Linked DNA regions of Mus musculus: region 2 is linked to region 1. Evidence: chromatin contacts called from public HiChIP or PLAC-seq data. All regions are on one chromosome and are shown on one strand. The core of a region is the stretch at or near the end of the contact, and the rest is flanking DNA. Distances in the headings are between cores, read along the strand shown.

Region 1 (5,747 bases), core at 2,840-5,339:
TGTTTCACAGCAAGTCCTGTGGACCAGGATTGGGCACTTCCACAGGAAAGCTGTTTCCTATGCAAGACAGAGCCATGTTAGCCCTGCAGCTACTTCCTGAGTTAGCATTTTGGTGGATGAAACTAGACAGCACTGTCATATGACATTATTCCTATTAAAAGATCCCTGAGCACATGGAGAGGTACACTGAGCCCCATGCTGGAGTGAGTGGGTACCTGGTCATGAGAGATGCCCAGCTCAGCCTGCAGACGTCTCAGGACTGCACTCCTCACTCATTTGAACGGGTGTTGGGAACTTAACTGAGATACTCTGGAAGAGCAGTGAACACTCTTAATTGCTGAACTATCTCCCCTAGCCTCTAACATGTCCACATTTAAATATTAAAAGTTGGCAGTGGCTCATTATCTCTACGTGACTCTACTAACAATAAATATGTAGTGAGTGGATGTATGTACTAAAACATTGTGGGGTTGTAGATCTTAAATTTAACTAGAAACTCCAGATTGCCTGACAATCATGCTGCTGGTTCTTCACTTCCTTGCTTTTATTTTATACTCATACACACACACACAGCACTCTGTAATCCCGCACTATTTGCAAAAAGTGGAACATATTTGTAGAAAAATTAAAAATATTTTGTATGGTGTGCTGTTGAGCATTCTTGTCAACTTCTTCTTGGAGAAGAAGGAACTTCAGTTGAGAAAATGGCTCCATAATAAGATCTGTAGGACATTTTTAAAATGAGTGATTAATGGGGAGGGCCCAACCCATTGTGAGTTGAACTACTGCTGGGCTGGTGGTCCTGGGTAGCATAAGAAAGCAGGCTGAGCAAGCCATGAGGAGCAAGCCAGTAAGCAGCACCCCTCCATGACTTGTGCATCAGCTCCTGCCTCCCAAGTTCCTGCCCTGATTTCCTTCAGTAATGAAAAGTGGTTCAGAAGCGTAAGCCAAATAAACCCTTTCCTCCCTGAATTTCTTTGTTTGTGGTGTTTCACTGTAGCAATAAAAAACAGAAGTAGGCTATGTGTATTATTCCACTTTAAGAACAACATGAACTCTGGTTTAATTGTTGGAGTCCACCAAAGACCCTCACTCACAAAGACCACAGAGACTGCCATTGCTGCAAACTGCATGAGATTTTTTATTGATCCAATGCGTTGAGGACCTGCCTCTAAGCACGGAGGCAAGAAGAGAGACACCTGAACAAAGAAAGAACACACTTTTTATACCTTGTAAGGGACAGATTTAGGTAAAAGGGCTAGCTGGCTTATTCTCATTGGTGTAGCAAGTAACCCTTTCAGGCATTGGTTGGTTTGCATAGGTTGACTAACTTTGGCCTAGTGACTCACTTTGCCTGCCCTTATGGTAGGTTATTATGATTTGGTGAGCAAAGCAGCAGTACATTTTGAACTTATGGGTCAGCTATTAATGTCACAGCTATTAACGTCATGGGGAATTCTAGCCACAAGGTCAGGGCAGTTTGAGGGTTTTCTCAGAATTCAGTGTGGGGCTGGGTAGGGGAATTTTTCTGGGAACTGCTAATCTTCTTTTGGTGCCCCAGAACCTCTGGGTCCCTTTACGTGGAACGGGTCTCTGGGTGCAGCTGGGCAAAGAGTCAGCGGGAATGACAGATGCACACAGGAGATTGTGTAGAATCTGAATGTAATTTGTCAAGTCAAGCATCAAACTTTTTTTTAATAAGGTATTTTCTTCATTTACGTTTCCAATGCTATCCCCAAAGTCCCCCATACCCTCCCCCCACTCCCCTACCCACCTACTCCCACTTCTTGGCCCTGGCGTTCCCCTTTACTGAGGCATATAAAGTTTGCAAGACCAATGGGATTCTCTTTCCAATGATGGCCGACTAGGCCATCTTCTGATACATATGCAGCTAGAGACGAGCTCCGGGGGGTACTAGTTCATATTGTTGTTCCACCTATAGGATTGCAGACCCCTTTAGCTCCTTGGGTACTTTCTCTAGCTCCTCCATTGGGGGCCCTGTGATCCATCCAATAGCTGACTGTGAGCCTCCACTTCTGTGTTTGCTAGGCCCCAGCATAGCCTCACAAGAAACAGCTATATCAGGGTCCTTTCAGCAAAATCTTGCTAGTGTATGCAATGGTGTCTGCCTTTGGAAGCTGATTATGGGATGGATCCCCAGGTATGGCAGTCTCTAGATGGTCCATCCTTTCGTCTCAGCTCCAAATTTTGTCTCTAACTCCTTCCATGGGTGTTTTGTTCCCAATTCTAAGGGACACAGTGTCCACACTTTGGTCTTTGAGTTCTTGAGTTTCATGTGTTTTTCAAATTGTATTGTATATCTTGGGTATTCTAAGTTTCTGGGCTAATATCCACTTATCAGTGAGTACATATTGTGTGAGTTCCTTTGTGAATGTGTTACCTCACTCAGGATGATGCCCTCCAGGTCCATCCTTTTTGCCTAGGAATTTCACAAATTCATTCTTTTTAATAGCTGAGTAGTACTCCATTGTGTAAATGTACCACCTTTTCTGTATCCATTCTTCTGTTAAGGGACATCTGGGTTCTTTCCAGCTTCTGGCTATTATAAATAAGGCTGCTATGAACATAGTGGAGCATGTGTCCTTCTTACCAGTTGGGACATCTTCTGGATATATGCCCAGGAGAGGTATTGCAGGATCCTCTGGTAGTACTATGTCCAATTTTCTGAGGAACTGCCAGACTGATTTCCAGAGTGGTTTTACAAGCTTGAAATCCCACCACCAATGGAGGAGTGTTTCTCTTTCTCCACATCCTCGCCAGCATCTGCTGCCACCTGAATTTTTGATTTTAGCCATTCTGACTGGTGTGAGGTGGAATCTCATGGTTGTTTTGATTAGCATTTCCCTGATGATTAAGGATGCTGAACATTTTTCCAGATGCTTCTCAGCCATTCGGTATTCCTAGGTGAGAATTCTTTGTTTAGCTCTGAGCCCCATTTTTAATGGGGTTATTTGATTTTCTGGAGTCCATCTTCTTGAGTTATTTATATATATTGGATATTAGTCCCCTTATCTGATTTAGGATAGGTAAAGATCCTTTCCCAATCTGTTGGTGGCCTTTTTGTCTTATTGACAGTGTCTTTTGCCTTACAGAAGCTTTGCAATTTTATGAGGTCCCATTTGTCAATTCTTGATCTTACAGCACAAGCCATTGTTGTTCTATTCAGGATTTTTTCCCCTGTGTCCATATCTTCGAGGCTTTTCCCCACTTTCCCCTTTGATTTTCTCAAAGAACCAGCTTCTCGATTGGTTGATTCTTTGAATAGTTCTTGTTTTACTTGGTTGATTTCGCCCCTCAGTTGTCTACTCCTCTTGGGTGAATTTGCTTCCTTTTGTTCTAGAGCTTTTAGGTGTGTTGTCGAGCTGCTAGTTTCTTTTTGGAGGCACTCAGAGCTACCAGTTTTCCTCTTAGAAATGCTTTCAATGTGTGCCAAAAGTTTTGGTATGTTGTGGCTTCATTTTCATTAAAATCTAAGAAGTCTTTAATTTCTTTCTTTATCAAGGTATCATTGAGAAGAGTGTTGTTCAGTTTCCTCGTGAATCTTGGCTTTCATGTTGTTATTGAAGATCAGATTTTGTCCATGGTGATCTGATAGGATGCATGGGATAATTTCAATATTTTTGTATCTGTTGTGACCAATTATATGGTCAATTTTGGAGAAGGTACCATGAGGTGCTGAGAAGAAGGTATATCCTTTTGTTTTAGGATAAAATGTTCTGTAGATATCTGTTAAGTCCATTTGTTTCATAACTTCTGTTAGTTTCACTGTGTCCCTGTTTAGTTTCTGTTTCCATGATCTGTCCATTGATGAAAGTGGTGTGTTGAAGTCTCCCACTATTATTGTGTGAGGTGCTGTCCCAGAAGCTGTTAGCTTCTAGAGTCCACACTCTCACTTGCGAAGACTCGAGCATCAAACTTTTTATACCTAAGAATAACAAGAAACCAGGCGAGATACATTCACCAAGTTACAGTGACACAATACAAAAGGAATGTATATGTCACAAGAAGGCGTGGACCAGGACACTGCCACTAAGAAGGGAGACAGGTGTAAAGCTAGTCTATTGTTAAGCCCCCCACCAGGGGTTCTGCTCTAGCAGATATTCTCATGAATAATGCAATGCCACAACCCCCCTATTACCTGGGCCCTGATAATTTCTTGTATGAGTGTAACTTTTAAGTATCTGAGGAGAATATCCATTTGTCAGAAGAATTCACCAACTTGCTTCTAATATGCAGTGTAGCCTGTACTGAAGATTTCTATGTCAGTGGGATTTCCTAGCTCTTTCATGGTAAACCCACCTATCAGCTAGGCTAATTGTGTATTCCCTTGTTTTGGTGAGACTGGCTGCTGTCCCTTGTAAACACTCTGCAGACTAGCCCTGAGCTGCTCAGGCTTGGTTCTCTTGTAATGCTTAGTTTCACTTTGTCTACCGAGCTCCTTGGCTTCAAACATTTTCTAGGACATTGGAACACTGGCAAAGGCTGAGCTGTGTCAGAATTCAATCTTAAAGGGCACTTATAATAAGATAATACTAAAAAAGAGCACGTGGATCCATACACCAGACTAACTCGGGGATAGGGTAAGAATATATGGGTTATGAGAACGCCAAAGTTCCAGGAGGTGAGTTTCCCTAAAATTCTTTGCCTCTTGAGTGCTTCCAGGCCTCTCGGCCTGGCAAGCAAACTTCACCGGAGTGTGCGTGGCATTTTGGCAGTTGCAGACTTAGTCATTTTGATCGCTAGTTTGAAAAATCCCTTTAGAAAGGAAGGGAAGGGGTGGTCTTGAATTTATTTTGGATTCTACAAAATGACTTGCCCTGTGACTGTGTAGACTCTTGAGTGGTCTTTCCTTTTCTGAGCTCAGCCCTTGAACCAGCAGGATTATTTGGAAGCTTGTTTGCAATGCAAAGTCTTAGTTGGAAGGTGAAAAAAGGCTGAGCCTTCTTGGAGGAAAACAACAACAACAAACCCTTGGAAGGATTTGGGGCAGGGGGTTGTCAGTGCAGACTGCATGAGCAGGCCAGGCTGAGTTAAGTGATTCAGAGAGAGTGTGTGTGTGTGTGTGTGTGTGTGTGTGTGTGTGTGTGTGTGTGTGTGTGGTGTGGTGTGTTTCTGTTTCTGTGTGTATGTACAGGTTCAGGTGCATGCAGGGATTGTCTGTGTACAAGAGAGCCCACAGGAAGGTAGGTGCTGTCCTCACACGCACCACCAACTCCTGTGAGCAGGATCTCTCACTGTCTCCTCAGTCAGGCTACACTGAGTAACCAGTAAGCCCCAGGGATCTTCCTGTCTTTGCCTCAGTACTGTGATTGATTACAGCAAAATGATTTCACCAATTATTACCGTGGGGAGTGGCATGTGCCACAGCAGGCATAGAGAGGTCAGAGGACAATTGCAGAGTACATTATCACCCTCCATCTTACCACTCAGCCTGCCAGGCTTGCCTCACAAGTGCTTTTCAGCAGTAAAGCCTTCTTACCTGGTCCTGCACTTTACATTTGTGCCCAAGTTCTGAAGTTCAAATTCAGGTCTTTAGACTCACAAGGCAAGCATTTGATGACAGAATCACATTCCCTCCCCTCACAGTGGGACATGGTTACTATCAAAGTGTGAAATAGCACTGCTCACTTGGGATAGTACATATACTAGCTACACTATTTGACATGCCAATCCTATTAATAGAATGGGTTCCACACTCATTATTGAAATGGACTCAGAATCTGTGC
Region 2 (5,449 bases), core at 2,079-4,578, 220 kb before region 1:
TTGAACTCAGGACCCCTGGAAGAGCAGTCAGTGCTCTTAACTGCTGAGCCATCTCTCCAGCCCCTCTTTCTCTCTTTTCTTTTTTCTTTTCTTTTCTTTTCTCTTTTCTCTTTTCTCTTTCTTTCTTTCTTTCTTTCTTTCTTTTCCTTCCTTCCTTCCTTTCTCTCTCTCACTTTCTCTTTCTCTCTTTCTTTTTTTTTACTAGTCTTTTGCTCGTTTATTATGATTTCCAATTTTGTGTTTTTTTTATGGGGTTTGTGTTTCTTGGCTTTTGTTTGTTTGTTTGTTTGTTGTTTATGAAGACAGGGGTTTCTCTTTGTAGTCCTGACTGTTCTGGACAAGACTGGCCTTGAACTCAGAAATTCACCTGCCTCTGCCTCCTGAGTGCTGGGATTAAAGGCCACCACCATCAGGCTTGTTTGTTGTTTGCTTTCTAAAGGGAGAAAGAAAGATGTGTGAGCAGATGAGTTGGGCATCAGGGTAGCCCTGAAAAAAAGGAGAAATGGCTTTAGAAGACCAGGGCCAAGCCACCCGAAGGTGGGAAGAGCCGAGGAGAAAATGACAGAGGGAAAACCTGTCGTCTGAATAGATTGCATGAAACGATATGTTTTCAACTTAAAAATAAGAACAAATCACATATATGTAAATATATCACATATTTGTGTATATATCCTACCTACCTACCTACCCGTCTGTCTGTCTATATCTATCTGTCTGTCTATCTAATCTATCTAAATATTCACATCCATGAGCAGTAGGGTCTCCGGCAGTCTCTGAAGAACTCTCGCCAAATTTCTTCTACAAGCACCAGGAGGAAAAGGATGAAGCTGTCTCAAGACCAAGCTCGGTGTCTTTGCCTTTTAAACAAGAGTACAAAAGAGATCCTCCTACCTTCTCTTGCTGCAAACAAAGGGACTTCCCTCGAGTGCTTTAGGGTGAGGATCGAGCACCCCCGTGTGGTGGTGAGTCCTACACTGCATCGTCAGGACGCGGACCTTTAGAAATCAAGTCCTTTAAGTTTCTATATACACCAGAGATTTCAAACGTTTTCAGTGTTAGAAAAAAATTAAAAGAATAAAAACTGTTCTGGGCTGGTGCTGTAGGAGGGGTATAACTCAGTGGTATAACATGCTCGCCTAGCATTCATGAAGCCCTGGGTTGAGTCCCCAGGACCACACACAGCTTCCAAGTCTATAATTGCAGTACTCAGGATCTGGAAGCAGGGAGATTTGAAGTTCAAGGTCATGTTTAATTACATAGTGAGTTAGAAGCCAGTCTGGGATACATGAGACTTTGTCTTAAAACAAACAAAAAACAAACAAAAACAAAAAACAAAACACCCAACCAACCAACTAAATAAACAAAACCCAGCAACATTAAGAAAAAAAACGGGACCTGTTTTATACCAATGCATGTTGGAATCGCTGTATTTCAGCCTGCCAAATCAAATAAGGTCTTTTGACATTAATTTCACCAGCATTTTCTATGTTTTACTGGGATGAGCACACTTGTACACAGGGCTCGTGCTGTTTATATCACAGTACAGAGTTTAACCCTACTGAGCCTCATTACAAGCTTTGGCTGAACTTAACAAACAGCAACAAATGGGTCTTTGGCTACCTGACCTAGGCTGGGCAAATAGTCAAGGAGGCAGGAAGTGGGAGGCTGGGCCCTTTGCTCTCTCTCTGCCTGTTTATTGGAGTCCTGACCTGAGGTTAGGGAGAGGTCCTGAGGCACTGAGGCAGAGCTGACTCCGGAAATTTCCAAAGCACGAGGGAACAGTGTGAGCAGCATGTGATCACCACATATCTGACACGCAGGACATTTGCTTTGCTGTGCATCTGACAGTGAGCATAGATGCCACGCTGGGGGCTGTGTTGCAGACCACTCTGGCTGGGCGATCCCTTGTCATCAAGGTGGCCTCTGTCCCATGGGAGCGCTTCACTGAAAGAGTCCCTACCCTCACAGGCCCTTTAGGGACTCTGTGGTTGCCACTGGAGATGAACCTACCTCCTTGTGTGTCTAAGAGGAGTGAGACCCGGTTTCCCCGATTCTAAAAAACAATTTGTGGATGCTTTCGGTGGCGTTAACCCATTTTTTTCCTTGACCTCAGATGCACGAGCAGACACTGCAGGTATCAGGGGGCTCTCTGGACTTTAGAACCCCATGCTCCTTAACCATGACAATCCTCTATATATGGGAAACAATATTTTGTTTACTTAGTCTAGTCAAGAATACCATTAAATCTCTATTTCAACTTGACAGGACCTACAACCACCCAGGAGAGAGAGCTTTGGGTGCGTCTGTAAGGAAGTCTCTAGACTGCATTGACTGCACCGATTGTTATTGTCCTAAATGTGGGCAGTACTGTTCCTTGGGCTGGAATCCACGCTGCCTGGAAACGAGAGCATAAGCTAGGAACATGAGGGTTGATCTCCAGTTAAAGCTCAATGGCGATACAGTCCATGGTGGCGGGGAAGTCCCGGCCACAGGAGCAGGAAGCAGCGGTCATACCGGTAACAGTTAGGAAGCTGACGGAGAACAAGGAGGGAGGCTTAAACCTCCAGGCCTGCTCCTAGTTTAACCTACTTCCTCCAGTGAAGCTCCGCCTCCTAAAGGCTCCAAAACCACCACCCTCAGGGTACTGTTCAAAGAAATGACCCTAAAGGAGAATTTCATATTCTCACCACAACACCGTGAATACCTCACACACTAGGAGAAGATAGTAGATGGCTGATTACTCTGGGGATTCTAATAAAAAACAAGTAAACAACGCGATGAGTTTTAAGTTACGATAGTGCAGCTATAAACCAAACGGTGTGTGGCAGGGCGCAGGCTGCCAGCCTCTGTGAGGACCACGGCCATGTCGCGGGGTATTTGAACTAAGGTGTTGGACGATCAGAGGCTTTGCTATGGGGCAATGTGGTATGTTTGTGGAAGGGGACGCGGCAGTGTGGATGGAGAAGGGGTAAGCGTTTGGAGATGAAGTCAGAGGTGGGTGGGTGACAGCTCCCATCTCTGCTAGTCAGTTACTCTGTGAGTGCCCCAGGAGCTGAGGCAAGGGGAGGCCACAGCCTGCGGGGGGTGGGGGGGGATCCTTGGGCTGCTGGGAGGAGCAGGGAACTGAAGACCCTTTAAAGGCATGTAAGGCATGGATGTGCTGAACGTGGGTGAGTGGTCTCTGGAGGTCTAGAATCAGAGCTTGCCCAAGGCCAAGGAGTAACAGGCTCAGGATGCCTCAGATGTCTGAATGGTTAAGGATACAGGTGGAAATACTGCTTTTGTGGGGAGAGGGTGTGGGGCGGAGCAGGAGTGGAGGAGTGTAATACCTTAGATGTATTGCATCAAGTTTATGCTAAAATCACGTTGGCCTGTCAGTAAGTAGCTGAGCACCTGGCAGCTGGGGGACCAGCAAGACGCGGGGGGGGGGGGGGGGACACGACCCTGGAGCACCTTCCAACACCAGTTCTGGGCATACTGATGGCTATTAGGGTTTTTATTGCTGCAACAAAAGGCAAGTTGGAGAAGGAAAGAACTGACTTGGCTTACACTTCCATACTGCTGTTCCACCATCGAGGGAAATCAGATCAGAACCCCGGGGGGGGGGGGCGGGGCGGGCAGAGCTGATGCAGAGGCCATGGAGGGGTGCTGCTCACTAGGTTTCTTCCCCTGAATCACTCAGCCTGCTTCCTTATGGAAAGAACCCAGGACCATCGGGCCAGCGATTGCACCGCTCACAATGGCTGGGCCCTCTCCAACAGATCACTAATTTTAAAAAATGCCTTAAAGCTAGATCTTAGGGAGGCATTTTCTCAATTGAGGTACCCTCCTTTCGGTTAACTTTAGTTTGTATGTCAAGTTGACATGAGACTAGCCAGCCCAGTTGTCCTTCTTTCTTAATGGTCCTGATTGTGATCAAAGCCCTGGGTGGCCCTAAGTGGTCCAAGAGTCCATTTTCTGACCAATGAGATGTGCAGTTTGGGCGGCAGTTCTTAGTTTAAAAACCATGCATCAAGCTATTCTCCCTCTAGGTTTTGGAATGTATACTCATGCTGCTGCAGCATCTTTGAGACGCTGACCTGCAGGTGGCAGGGCAGGGACATGGGGAGGGTCTCTGAGGACACCACTGGCCTCTACTGTCTGCAGGGAGAAGACACAATGGACTGCTGACCACCCAGGTTTTTCAGGTTGGGGCATTGATGGACATGGGATTATAAGCCCCGTGATTAAGTATAATCACAGGTATGAACCTGGGAAAACTACCTAGAAAGAGTGCAAACACAGAGGGTTCTGTAGGGATTAGGGGTGTCAGAGAGAGGCCAGCAGTAGACCCTGGAGGAAGGTGAATGTTAAGCTGACAAAGTCCAAGGATTTGGGGCACCAAGATGCTTCCATGTGGATCCTCAGTCCTTACCGTGTCTACCTGTTCTATGGGAAAACCTGGAAACACAGGACCCACCCACTCATCTCTCCTAGGAAGCCTCTTTACAATGGCTTGGCCTGGGTACGATGCCTACACCTGCCAGTGGGTCACAGTCCAGTCTCCATTGAACAGGTGCCAGGTGAAAAAATTCCATTAAGACCTTGGGAGTGCCACGCCCTGAGACAGACAAGTAAACTGAACTCAGCCCTTTGCTGTGGACAGTCTCGGACTGTTAAATGCACTTGTGAAGACCCTAAGGGCAGTTATGGCTTCTACACTAGTGTGGCTAAGGGCTTTATGCTGTCAGTCCTTTTCTGTGGTTCTCCAAATTCTGTTACTATGCCCTGTCCTCAAGATGGCTGTTTTTAAGTCTCTGCCATTCTCCTATCTTAAACCGAGACCCCAAAATAAAGAAGGCCATTTCCAGAGAGTTACGATGGGAGGCAGATCCTTCAAGAAGCTCCCACACATCTTACTTCCCTGTCAGGTAGGCTCGCCTTAAGGTCACTAGAGTAGTGTGTGTGTGGGTGGGGTGGGGGTGGGAGGATGCAGTGAGAACGTGACCAGACAGTTGCTCAAAGAACTTGAGTACTGCTGGTGGGTGTTGTGAGTTAAGGAGCTGGTTGGGGAAGGGGGTTGCCAAATGTTTACCATGACTTCTGGACAGGCCCAGGAAGTAGGCACTGTTAAAATGTTATTTAAAAAAAAAAAAACAAAAACAAAAAACAAAAACGATACAGCAAGTTTACAGGGATTAAACTCATGAACTAGAGACTATCCAGGAGAACCTGTCCTAGCGAAGGTAATCTGACGGGCATAGAGCATCGCTGCACTCTTTTCTCATCATGATTCCTGGTCATGGATTTAAGAGCAGTACATTGTAACGTCCAAGAATGCAAGAGTAAGAAACAGACCATGGCTGCTGAGACAGCTCAGCAGGTAAGCGAGCTTGCCACCAAGCTTGACCGCTGGGTTCAATACCAGAGACTCAAGCGTTTGAAAGGGAGAACTGACTCCTGACAGTTG

Evidence for each region. HiChIP or PLAC-seq counts read pairs in DNA pulled down with a chosen protein or histone mark.
Region 2: a contact with region 1 is called in an H3K27ac HiChIP or PLAC-seq map of epiblast stem cells. The contact joins two enhancer-like sites. A contact is called at or near these places in 11 of 484 Hi-C or Micro-C datasets (the AML12 cell line, the C10 cell line, embryonic stem cells and 4 more), 2 of 115 datasets of contacts at active chromatin or transcription factors (effector CD8 T cells and epiblast stem cells) and 4 of 9 other capture datasets (adipose tissue, embryonic stem cells, liver and 1 more).

The regions. Positions count from the first base shown.
Region 1 is chr13:8,961,228-8,966,974 of GRCm38.p6, reverse strand. No RefSeq gene overlaps it. Among named protein-coding and RNA genes, the nearest start is that of Gm23923, 8.0 kb to the right of the region's middle. Within about 2 kb of position 4,089, at least 30 of the 459 cell types and tissues checked have an H3K27ac peak or open chromatin away from gene starts, as enhancers often do. A contact at or near this core is called in adipose tissue, epiblast stem cells and trophoblast stem cells, where this site is marked.
Region 2 is chr13:9,177,565-9,183,013 of GRCm38.p6, reverse strand. No RefSeq gene overlaps it. Among named protein-coding and RNA genes, the nearest start is that of Larp4b, 86 kb to the right of the region's middle. Within about 2 kb of position 3,328, at least 78 of the 459 cell types and tissues checked have an H3K27ac peak or open chromatin away from gene starts, as enhancers often do. A contact at or near this core is called in adipose tissue, epiblast stem cells and trophoblast stem cells, where this site is marked.